Regions from separate parts of the Canis lupus genome. Here region 1 is linked to region 2. Evidence: chromatin contacts called from public Hi-C data. All regions are on one chromosome and are shown on one strand. The core of a region is the stretch at or near the end of the contact, and the rest is flanking DNA. Distances in the headings are between cores, read along the strand shown. Region 1 has its middle 120 kb from the start of PRL. Region 2 holds the start of SOX4 (transcription factor SOX-4).

Region 1 (6,234 bases), core at 2,093-4,592, 470 kb before region 2:
TAAGAAACATTGTTAGTGTGGTTGAAAACCTTTACAAATAAATGTTATTTGGGGGATTCTCAAAGTTAGTAAGGGTATGAAATATCAGTCATCAGAAAATATACCGTATTTTAGCTTGATAAGGTAAATTTTAGCTTGATTTATATGCTGAAATGTAAATACTGCTGGGCTTAAAAACGAAGAAGATTGATGGATTTCTTGACTCTGACACTATTAGAGCATATTTTTGTTGTTGTTTTGACTGTGGCCTCTGGTATAAGTGGAAACCACGGTTTAAAAACACATGTATCTAAATCATTCTGAATATTCCTAAAAACCTAAACGAAAAAAATCCACTCCTACATTTCTTCATCTTTTTCATGTGGCCAAGGAATCCAGTGGTCCAAGTTCCTAAGAATCTACACTATTCCTCTCCCTTATGTAGCCAAACTTCTTGTTTACTTGTGATATCACAGCATGTGCTTACAAAAAATTAATTTCAAATCAAAAAGGCAGGATAATAATTACTTTCAGCAGTAAAAGTTTACAGAGGGACACTACCATTTAAGCCCAGATAGTGTATAATTAAGAACAAGAAAAATCAAAGTATTCTTGATTAGACATTCATTGCTTTTCTCTTTCTCCTGATGGACTTTCAGTTTACCTTAAAAGATCTATTAAAAATCACAAGCACACAGACACTTGGAGAATGCCCGAGTGGGAAAGGAAAAAAACGGGTCATCTTATAAAATTGATTATGTGAGCTCTCTACATGCAGTGCTTATGTCAGCAACAAGGAAAAACAATCTCCAGATAAATTCTGCAGATAATATTTTTTCTGGGGAAAAAACCTAGGTCTTTCTGTATGTTGTGAAGCCGAGGGGGTGGGGTGGGAGCAGTTAAGTTTTATCCAAGAGCATAAACATCAGGCCGGCTTTTGAAAAATGAGCCAAACCCAAAATAGCCCAGAAAAAAAAAATTGTAATAAAAAAAGGGCATACATGTATATAGATATATATATCCCCCCCCCCATCTAAATCTGGAATCCTTACTATCTTATTTTAAACAAGCCAGAGATTGCAAGCTTCAATCTGTTTGGATAGAAAAGAATTTATATAAATGTTTTGTTCCAGCCCAAAAGGGAAAGAGTTTAAATATACAGTGCATGAAAGATGCATGCCCAACTTCAAAACAGCTTAGTACACAGAAGAGAAAAAATAATCCAACCTTCTGTTGGTCATTCTCAGCAGACTTTAAGCTTAAATATCTTGCAATTTGTAACATCGTTTCAATGACCCCACCAATAAGAGATTAACCAAATTTCATAACTGCCCTGTTCTCTCCTCCCCTCCTGCCTCTTGGAGGGGAGAACGTGAAGGTCAAAGAACAAATGGAAACAAAAATCTGTATTTTGCACCCTTTCTCTGCACTTGAGAAAGAAAAACGAGGCAGATAAATCTGTATAATACTGAACCAAATCTCTTTAATTCCAGTCAGCTTTTATCATTCAGTCACTGAGTCTGTGTGTGGAAAAAAAAAAAATCATGCTAATTCCCCCTAGCAACAGCCTCAGCCTATCAGGAGACTTTATGTACCATGCAGCTGCCAGCCAGAGAGAATAACTCTAAGTAGGTCAGGCCTGTATTTCTAAAAATGCTACGGTCTAGTAACCCCACTGTCCCGTCTGTCTGCCCTGCCCCGTAATAACCTCAATTGCTTGGTGACACAATGACATACTACCCTGTTAGAGTGCAATCACATCATGCTACATTATTCTGCTGTGAGCGTGGCTGCTGGGTGAAGGACCCTCAGAGGGACAGCATTAATCAGGCAGGCATTCATGTTCACTAGCACTTCACTCTAGAAATGGGGACCGCATTAATGACCAGCTGTTGGAACTAACACAAACAAAATAATGTCTTCCACCCTGTTGGGTGCACAGAATACACTATTCTGATCTGGCGGGTTCCGCTTCTTGACTAAATGGAAGATGTAAATTAAAAGGGCTCAGACAATGTCAGCGTTGGCAACCCCAAAGTAAGTATATTTAAATTATATTACATGTGATTCAAAAAGCTATTGATTTAATATACACAGCTTTCCCTGCCTACAATTTTCCCTAATTCATATTAAAAAGGGAAATGCATATGCGGGTAACGCAATACAAATGCGCACATTACCCAGGAAGCCAAATGCACAGAGCTGAACTAAAATTGACTTCTCTCCGGGCAGAGAAACAAAGCAGGTCAGGAGTAATTGTGTGGCGTGAACACAAATACAAATACTAAATGAATGCTGTGGAGAAGCACCGAAGAAAACAAGAGTAAACATCCCCAGCCCGCCGACCAATCAGCTCTTCCCACCATGTCTTTGTGGGGGCTCCTACTCCACCCCAAATCTCCAGGCGCGGGAGAGGGAGTAGGAGGGGGGTGGGAGGGGGTAAGGGAAGTGAACGTGGCCTTCAAGTCCTTTCAGCCACCGTGGTGCCCTGACTTCCCACGGGGCTTACTAAGAGACGGCTGTTTGCCTGCAAGACAGCCAAGGCTCCCACCAGGCTGAAACCGGGGCTAGCAACCCAAATCAGAACCCCACAGCCGACTGTGAGTCCTCCAGTGGGAATTTGGGAAGGTAACTGACCACACGTCGTGGAATGCAACTTTTGACTCCTCTCCATTCAATTGCACAAAAATGAGCAAACCAAAAGTAGGCGCAGGGTGCAGGAGTAGGACCCACAGCCCTGTTTGGGGCAACTGCTCCGAACCTACGGGCCCCACGCCTGTGCTCTGTTTGCACGGTCCTTCTGACTTTTTTCAGGGTTCGTAATCTCATTTCAGGAGCATACACCCCCTGACAAATTGAGAATTCAGCCTTCAATTATGCAGAATTCACCAAGTCTTAAACGCAGAATCCATCAGTATTTGATTTACAAACAGAGACAATTCCTTAATCCATTTGCCCTTGTTTGAACCGGGTTTGATAACTTAGTTATGACTATCTTCTTCACTTTGTGGCACACATCACATAGTTATTCTTGGAGAGATCCAGTCACTGACGCAACCATGAGCCGCTAATTACAAGCTGCTGACATTCTGCTTGTCTATGCAGCTTTGAAGTTCTAAGTCTGTTCTCTCTTATGTGCTTGCTCAGTCTCATTGGACACCCTCCTCCTCCCCGCTGCCTCCTTCTGCCCCGTTATTCCCTCTCCCCTTCTCTCCACGGTAAGCTGTTCTGGATTCACTCGTGGACTATCTCGAGAAAGCGGTAAGAGCGATCAGATCCCCCAGCCTGCTTTCTTTCCATTGCCTCCCCACGCTCCATGCACTCAGATCTACAGTTTGGAAGTACAGTAATGAGATCCCTACCCACCCCCGCCCGCAGGAATGCATCAACAGCTGGCCAAACATAATCCAACACACAGAGCTGCCTTTGTAGAAATAGTAACAAACAGTGGAAGGGCCAGACAGGCGTCTCAGAAGAGCTTCCCCATGACAACAGTTGTCAGAAGCTCCTCCTCCCCAGGTCTGAGCTGACTCCACGGAGCTGGGGTTGGATCACCATAGCTCACTCATCTGAGTCCAAAACCAGCCTCCAGCGCCTCCCCCAACCTCAGCAGAGGCTGTTCCGAGGGCACCCGCCTCCCTACACAGTAAGTTAGATGCGCGCTTTCCCTGTGCTGACTCTGGCCACGCTTTGCCGCAGGTCACGCGCCCGCCCTCCCAAATGCAACACCACGCCACCGCCCCCCCAAGCCTCAGGAACAGCATCCTGCACCTGTGCCTACACCCATTCCTAGCTCAGAGCTGGCACGACCACTTCTCTTCCTTACACGAGGATTTTAAGTTAAAAGCTAAACTGGAATTCTGCAACACGTAAATATAACACTGCATTCGTCTCTATTGAACACTTAGCATCTGAAGCCTGTGGTAGCCAGCTGGTCTCAAAGTCATCTGGGATACATTTATTTTGATTAAATTGATCAGATTTCTATTTACAGGATAGAATTCTTCACCATACTGAATACAGCTGTGTTTACAGGGATTTGTAGAAGAAGAAGAAAACAAAACTCCACAATCAGTCCTAGCAAAGCACAGAGCACTCAGAACTTCAAGGAGTTAAAGCTGAGGGGTCTTGCTTTCACATTAACAAGAAAATTCTGCATGCAGCTGCTTTGGCCATGCTCTCTAGCTAGTCAGGAAATGGGTGTTGAGCTGAAGCTGAAAATACAAGCTGCAATCAAGCCCGATCCAGCAAAGTGACAGACTTCCTGTGTAAAATGGTCAGAAATCTTTCTTTTCATGTCTCTACATGCACGCACATGCATTTAAATCCATGCTGCAAGGCTGCTCTTTTCTCTGGGGACATGGTACAGTCACCTAGCCCATCAGTTTCTTCCTTGACAGCCCCGGGGACATCCAGACTACAATTTACAGTTCCTCCATCCATGTACTGGGTTATAAATTATGCCATCCTCCCTAGAATGGGAATGCAGACCAAGCGGCAGACAATCAAGCGGCATTCGGCACCTCCTCTTGCTTTTCATGCGCTCCCCTCACTCTGCCTCTCTCCAAGTCTGCCTCGCCAGGCAGACACAGCAGATACCTGGTTCATCCATCTTCAGCTCCACTCAGGTAAAATGCCACCACATCTTGGCTTGGTTCTCTCTCCCCCCCCAGACTCATCCCTGGGAGCAGCCCGAGCTGGGTGCCTACGGCAGGGGCTGTTGCTGCCCTTGCCCTGCAGAGGACCGCCGGGCACAGGATGTATTCCTAACTCCCCGGCCCCGGTCCTTGGCGTCCTCTCTATCCGTCCCACCCTGGGTCTTCTGCAGCTTCACCCTCTCTTCCAGCTGCGAGGGGCCCCGGTCAGAGCTCCAGAGCAGGTGCTTCTTCTGCACGGCGCCGACCGCCGCTCCCGCTTCGGCCAAGCCCAGGCGGGGGACGCCGCAGGAGCAGCTCAGGTAACCGGGGAAGCTTGCTGTGCCCACAGCGATGCAGCCCTGGAGCTGTGAGGAAAGACGGTCTGGCTTCAGAATTTAAAAAAAAAAAAAAAAAAGAAAAAGAAAAAAGAAAAAGAAAAAGAAAAAAAAAAGAGAAACACAAAACAGCGCAGCTCAGCGCTTGCGGGGGTAGAAAAAAAAAAACAGACACAAACCATATAAAAAAAAAAAAGCAAGAGTTAAAATCAAATTTCAAAAAATAAAAAATAAAAAGGAATACATAGATCAGGGTACTTCGTGCGACTTTTATTTCTGACGTTTCTCGGTTTATTGGCCGCCCCGCCCCCTCCAAAATCTCTCCTGTCCCTGAATGCTACTGTCCATGAGTGCCGAGTCACAAAGGCTCTTGCTCAAAGTGCTGCAGCCCCAGCATCACATGAGAAGCCACATGACAACTACAGTCGGCTGCTGATGTGGTCAACTACTTTACCGAGGCGGGGGGGTGTGCAGGAGGGAGACAAATCTCAAGTGAGACCGGCCCCTCTCACGCTGCCACGAAGAAATTTGCTTGCAAGAACAATGGGAAGAATGCATCTCCGAAGAAATGCTTTTGCATACATATATACTTTCACATATGCACACTTGCGGAGACCGAAGAGACTACAGATACTTGAAGACATTGGGAGGGTGCTGTACCTCACACACTAGCTGGATGGCAGCAATATTATTTCTAGTTTGTATTAGTCAAAGCTGATTCCACTTAAGTGGATTCCTGAAAAGCACACACCATGTCTTCATAGCATGATCAGGCTTGGAAAACCAATTCTATTATCTCTCCCTGCAATCTGTATCTGAACCTGCATTCTGAATAATTTATTTTTAGACTTAATAAGATGCTTGCCAAGACCGCTCCCTTTCTTCGGCGAGTGGCGCGGGCGATAGTCACCCAAGTGGGAGAAGCCTGTCCCTTTGTAGGGAGAGGAAACGAGACGGTGGTGTTCATCATTTTCAAAAATTGCAGCTTCTTATTTAAAGGCACACAAACACACAACAATAAAGTTCTCCCACAAGTAATCATTAAAAACAAGTGAAATGTTTCTGCTTCATTGAATTGACATGCTTCTTATTTGCAGTTTGGCATCTCATGCTGGCAAATGGTGGTGATATTTTTCTAATGCTGTTCATGGCTGCAGCTAGAGCCCTTAAGCCACACGGATATTGCCACTTCTCAGCAGGGTGAGAGCAAACAATTGCTTTCTGGAGCACCTCTCTGCAGAGGTGCAGCTTTGCCAGGTATGTTTTAATAGTTACAATAAGGC
Region 2 (5,801 bases), core at 1,978-4,477:
AAGGAAAAATCAAAAAAGGAAGGAGGAAAGAAAGAGGGGGGGAGAAAAAAAAAGAAAGGGAAACAGGAGCAAAAAAAGAAAAAAAAAAAAAAAAAACCAAAACGGGAACCCGCCAGCGTGGAGTCTCGGGCCCGGCGCTCCGGCCCGCGCGGACCCCCCCCCCCCCCGCCCCGTATCCGCCGCGGGTCCAACTCCACGCCCGGAGCCTCGGGTCTTCTTCACGGGGAGGGGGGGGGGCAGGCGGGGGCGCGCTGGGGCTCTTTTCTTTTCTTTTCTTTTTTTTTTTTTTCCCTCCTCTCTTGGCCAAGAAATGAGATAAAATAAAAAAACAGCAAAGTGGGGGGTGGGGGACTGGGGGCGATGAGAAAGGGGCGAGATTCCTTCAGTCTCTAGAAAAAAAAAGGACGACCGAGTCGGCTTCTTGCTGGGGGTGCAGCAGACAAGTCCGGAAGGTCGCTGGAAGTGGGGAGTCGGGGGGGCGGGGGGGGGGGTCTCTTCGGGCCAAGGGGAGGAAACTCCGAGTAGCTTTTTTGCCATCAACAACGACATCACGAACAACAATAAAAGGTCGCCCCCCTCCCCCCGCGCCCCGGCGGCCGGGCGGGTGGGGGATGGGAGCGCGGGTCCCCGAAACGCCGCCGCGCTCCGCTCTCGGGCGGCCGCGCCGGCCCTGCTCACTTTTCTCTCTCTCTCTTTTTTTTTTTTTTTCCTTTTCCTTTTTAATTTTTTCCCGTTCCCTTTTTCTCTTCCAACTCGTCCTGTGTCCACTTCTCTCGCGCTCTTCTTAATTTTTCTCCTCCTTCCTCCTCCTCGCCCGCCCCCCGCCCCCCGGCCCGCGGCCCCCGGCCCCCGGCCCGCGCGCGCGCGCCCGTCAGTAGGTGAAGACCAGGTTGGAGATGCTGGACTCGAGCCAGTCTCCCGAGATCATCTCGCTCACCTCGGGCGTGCAGTAGTCCGGGAACTCGAAGTGCGAGCCGGAGCCGGGCTCGAAGTTAAAGTCCAGGTCCCGGTCCAGCGCCGACGACGAGCTGAAACTGCCCAGGGACATGCTCTCAAAGTTCGAGCTGGGGTTCAGGTCGAGCAGGTCGTCTTCGAACTCGTCGTCGGAGGACGAGGAGCCCGAGGACGAGGACGAGGACGAGTGGGACGAGGACGCGTGCGAGGGCGCGCTGGACGGGGCGGGCGAGGCGGCGCGCAGGCTGGCGTAGCTGCGGTGGTCGGCGGGCGAGCGGCCGGCGGCGGGCGAGGAGGCGGCGCTGCTGCGGCCGCTCAGGCTCGGCGCGTCGGGCGAGCAGCCCGCGGCCCCCTCCTCGTACAGGCCCAGGGGGTCGCTGGGGTCGGCGCCCGCGCCCGCTCCCGCGCCCGCGCCCGCGCCCACGCCGCCCACGGGCGACGGGGACGCGGCGCCCAGGCCGCCGAACAGGTACACGCGCTTCACCTTCTTGTCGGCCAGGTGCTTGCCGGGCGCCGCGAGGCCGGCCGGGGCGGCGGCGGCGGCGGCGGAGGTGGAGGCCGAGGCCGCGGCCGCCGCGCTGGGAGTCCGCGCCTTGTACAGCGAGTGGTGGTCGGCGGCGGCGGCGCCCAGGGGCAGCAGGGCCGCGGCCCCCGCCTGCTGCTCGGCCGCGAACGACGAGGACGCCGCGGCGCCCGCGGCCGCCGCCTTCCCGCCCGCCAGGACGAGCTTGGCGTGCGGCTTGCCGCCCCCGCCGCCCGCGCCGCCCGCCGCCTTGGAGCCGCAGCTCTTTTTCTGCGCGGGTTTGGAGTTGGCGCCGCCGCCGCTCGCGCCGCCGCCTCCTCCCCCCGCGCCGCCGCCGCCGCCGCTGCCGCCGCCGCCGCCGCCCCCGACCTTGTCGCCCTTCTCCCCGGGCTTGGAGGCGGCGGCGGCCGCCGCGCCCGCGCCCGCGTTGGCGTTGCCGGACTTCACCTTCTTCCTCGGCCGGTACTTGTAGTCGGGGTAGTCAGCCATGTGCTTGAGGCGCAGCCGCTCCGCCTCCCGGATGAACGGGATCTTGTCGCTGTCCTTGAGCAGCTTCCAGCGCTTGCCCAGCCGCTTGGAGATCTCGGCGTTGTGCATGTCGGGCGACTGCTCCATGATCTTGCGCCGCTCGATCTGCGACCACACCATGAAGGCGTTCATGGGCCGCTTGATGTGGCCGCTCGGCGTCTTGCACCAGCTCGGGTCGTCGGCCTTGCCGCCCGTGGAGGCGGTGGAGCCGGGCGTGGGGGAGGACGCGATGCCCAGCTCCAGGCCGGCGCCCGAGTCCGAGCTCTCGCCGGCCAGCAGCGCTTCCGTGTTCTCGGCGTTGTTGGTTTGCTGCACCATGGCCCCGGCTCGGCGGGCGCCCACGCGCGCTCACACCCTCGCGGCGGCCGCGGCGCGATCGCCGGGCCCTCCCGGCTCCCCGGGCGCAGCACACGCCGAGCGGGAGGACGCGCGCGGCGGCCGTGCGGGCCCCTCCGCTCCTGGCCGGGCCGGCGCCGGGCGCGGGGAGAAGTGTCCCCAGGAGATGCGGGGAAGGAGCGCGCTGCCTCCTGCAGAGGAGTTATAGTTCCCAGGCTGGAGAGGCTCTGCTCTCCCTCCCTCTGCTGCTCGCTCTCGCTCTCGCTCTCTCGCTCTCACCGCGCCGCAGTTTGCGCCGTCCCTCGGCTCCGAGTCTGGAGACCGTGCTAAGTGGAGGAGTTTCTTGAACGCTGGCTGCCGAAGCTTCCAATGCAAGTTTCTCGCCGCCTCCCAGGCAAGTCTTTTTTTTTTTTTTTTTTTCCCTCTCTCTCTCTCTCTCTCTTTCTCTCTCTCTCTCTCTCTCTTCCCCTGAAGCAGTTGGTTCCAGTTCACGAGCGCTCTCGGGAGCTCAGGAAAGCGACATAGTCTCTATCACTTAGTCCCTTCCCTACAATGCAAATCAAAAAAGACTCTGGCTCCAGGACTCTCTGTGGGCGGAATCGGCGCTAAGGAGTTTGTGCAATTATTTTGTTGCAAGGTAGGAAGCCAAAAAGCCTTCGTGCAACAGACTGGCATGAATAAATGTATGTTCCCCCCTCCCTTCTGCAAGAAGGGAGCTGGTGATGGCAGAGTTCCTCTAATGCAGACTCTTAAAGAGCGTGCAAGAACTAGAGACCCGGGAGCGAAGCAGGCCTCTTCCCCTCACACAGTTTCTCTTGCTGCAGCTTAGAGCAGACCCCAATTCCGCCTCGCGCCTCTTTATCCTTTCACAGTCTTGGCCACGGCCAATCAGCCGCTGTAACTAACGCTTCCTCGTGCCAAGCCCCGCCCCCGGCCTTCCCATTGGCTTGGAACCCGATGCAATAATAATCTCCGCGTGCAATGAGAAGCTCCAAATCTGACCTCATTCCAATTTAGAGAGCAAACTTTTTAAAAGGGCTAGAAGTACAGCTGAGATTTCTGCTGCCTTTTTTTCCTTTTGCTCTGTGTGTGTGTGTGTGCGTGCGTGTGTGTGCGTGTGTGTGTGTGCGGTGTGTAAAGAGGATGTTAATGCATGAAATTATTAAGGGGAGAGACGGAAATGTATTCTAACCATTATGTTAGATAACAAGGGGCTTGGAAGTGGGGAGGGGGGTAAGGGTGAAATACTGTAAATGGAAGCTTTCTGCTTAAAAGCCAAGTGATTATTTTTATTAGTTCTTTTCAGTACTGGAATAAAGAATCAGCCTCTAGTGCAAAATCTGTTCCTCGGATCCTTCATAAAGCCAAGGATGTAAAAGGGGGGAAGGAAAGCCACAACAATAAATCAATGGATATTGAAAACCATTAAGAAAGTGGTACCTAGACACCTGTCATCACAATTATTTTAACAGCTCTAGGTACAGCACAGATGTTGATGTATTGTGTAGATCCCTTCAGAGCAATTTTTTTGTGTGTGTGCTGTTTGTGGAAGGCAGAGAAGAGGAATTTTTTGCAGTAATTGCTTGCTCTCTTAACCAAGCAGGGGTTAACTATGGTTACTTAATGATTTAAACTCCCCTATAAATCCTGGGTAGCCCAAACAGGGGAGCTTTCCGTTGGAACACATTATGCAGTATTCCATACTTAACTCAAGGGGAGAATTTCCACAGGGTTTTTGTATAGGACGGTAATGTCCACGAGTAAAGGATCGGGATCGTTTTTCTACTTTCCAAATACTCGTTTCCCGTATTTGTCAAAATTAAAGTGCTGCACTTTCTCCCCACCCCTCAACCCTTCTTACTTTCCCTTTATTTTCCGTATATTTTCTCCTATGTATTCCTCCGATGTTACTTATATGTTACTTGAATCAAATTGAGCTAAGGGAAAGGACATGGTGTAACTGGTAGCAGAAGACACTGGAGCCCTTGGATTTATATTAGACCTGGATGTCAGTCCCTCCTACTGTTTTTGTACTCTGTAGAGATGGTTAAGTCTCAGTTTTCCTCATCTGTGATATGGGAACACTAGGAGCTACCTTATATAGGGTTGTCTTGAGGGTTCCAGGAGTTTGATGCATAATAAGCCCTCAGTGAATGCTCTTATCCCTCTGTTGGTAATTCAAATGCCAGAGACACTCCTTCTAGTAGTAGCAGCATGTTGTCGTCCAAGAGATCAAAGTTGGGGATGGTCACTGAATTTTTTTTTCTTTTTTTTCAATAGGCTCCATGCCCACTGTGGTGGGGCTTGAACTCAGGACCCTGAGATCAAGAGTAGCTCGCTCTACTGACTGAGCCATTTCAAAAGTAATCACGAATCACATGATGTGAACTGTCCAAGGACGACAGTGGCAATCCTGTGGTCTTAATGATTTTAAACGAAAGGAACTTTGTCAAGAGTGTTGTGGAGATTCTGGCAGAGAACAGGTACATAGGTAATCAGATACATGTTTATTTGGCCACAAAAATTACCTCCATTCCAAAGTGTGAAAATTAGAGTTTTGGTAAAAATTCGTCTTTTTTAATGCCGTAATAATAAACTGTTTTTCTATAGGCCAGGGATAGGTGGTGGTTAGGTAGGGCCAACCCAACATAATTAAGTAAGCTTTTGATTCAGATCAAACTAGTGCTAGGCAGCAGATTTCTATTTATCTTGTCAAACTTTTAAAGTATGTAGGCTGGCCAGAGGCCCAGGTTGTCAGATTTAGAATTTTACTGGAAAGAACACTCTTTGGAGACATCTGACTGGATCTGTAAGGATCAATCACAAGCAAGAATGTTGTGAGTAAAAGCAAGTAATCTTTGACCATTAGCTACCCAAGTTATATACTTTTTCTTTTAGAAGGGGGAACAAATCTGAAACAAACAAAAACCTACAGGCATCTTTTTTTTTTGCATGTAACAAAGTTGGGTGTGTCATCATGTGTTTTATTTTCTTTGGTATGCACACCAAAACACCTGAACAACCCTAAATGTTATACTCTGACATCAAAAATTACTCAAAGAGGCCTATTATTTATAAAATCAGTATCTTCACTCGAATTAAAAAAAAAGAATAAATACTATATTTTGAGATTTGTACCAACTCATGATTTGAGAATGTAGCTAGTTTGTGAAAATTCGGTCAGGGTGACTATCAACATAATTGATGACATTTCTAGAACCAGTCCTGCTTTCACCGCTGAAAATGATGGGGAAAAGTGGGATTTAATCAAAGTAGCCCTAGTAATTTTGTTTATCTTTAAAGCACACAGGTTATTTATTTATTTTTAAGATTTTTATTCTTAAGTTATCTTTATACTCAATGTGGGGCCCAAACTCACAACCCCAAGGTCAAGTGTCTCAGGGTCCACTGACTGAACCAGCCAGGCACCCTGCACATAGGTTTTTTTCCAAAGTAGATA

What was found. A called contact is a pair of places that touch in the nucleus more often than the background predicts.
Region 1: a Hi-C map of skin fibroblasts shows a contact between it and region 2, with 5 times the contacts expected there. The contact joins the enhancer-like site here to the promoter of SOX4 in region 2. A contact is called at or near these places in 2 of 9 Hi-C or Micro-C datasets (amygdala and skin fibroblasts).

The regions. Positions count from the first base shown.
Region 1 is chr35:21,958,494-21,964,727 of UU_Cfam_GSD_1.0, reverse strand. No RefSeq gene overlaps it. Among named protein-coding and RNA genes, the nearest start is that of PRL, 120 kb to the left of the region's middle. Within about 2 kb of position 3,342, at least 9 of the 20 cell types and tissues checked have an H3K27ac peak or open chromatin away from gene starts, as enhancers often do.
Region 2 is chr35:21,492,213-21,498,013 of UU_Cfam_GSD_1.0, reverse strand. It overlaps SOX4 (transcription factor SOX-4), which reads right to left and starts at 3,227. Exons shown (of 1, transcript XM_038584267.1): 1 at 654-3,227. The coding sequence starts at 2,323. The coding sequence ends at 872.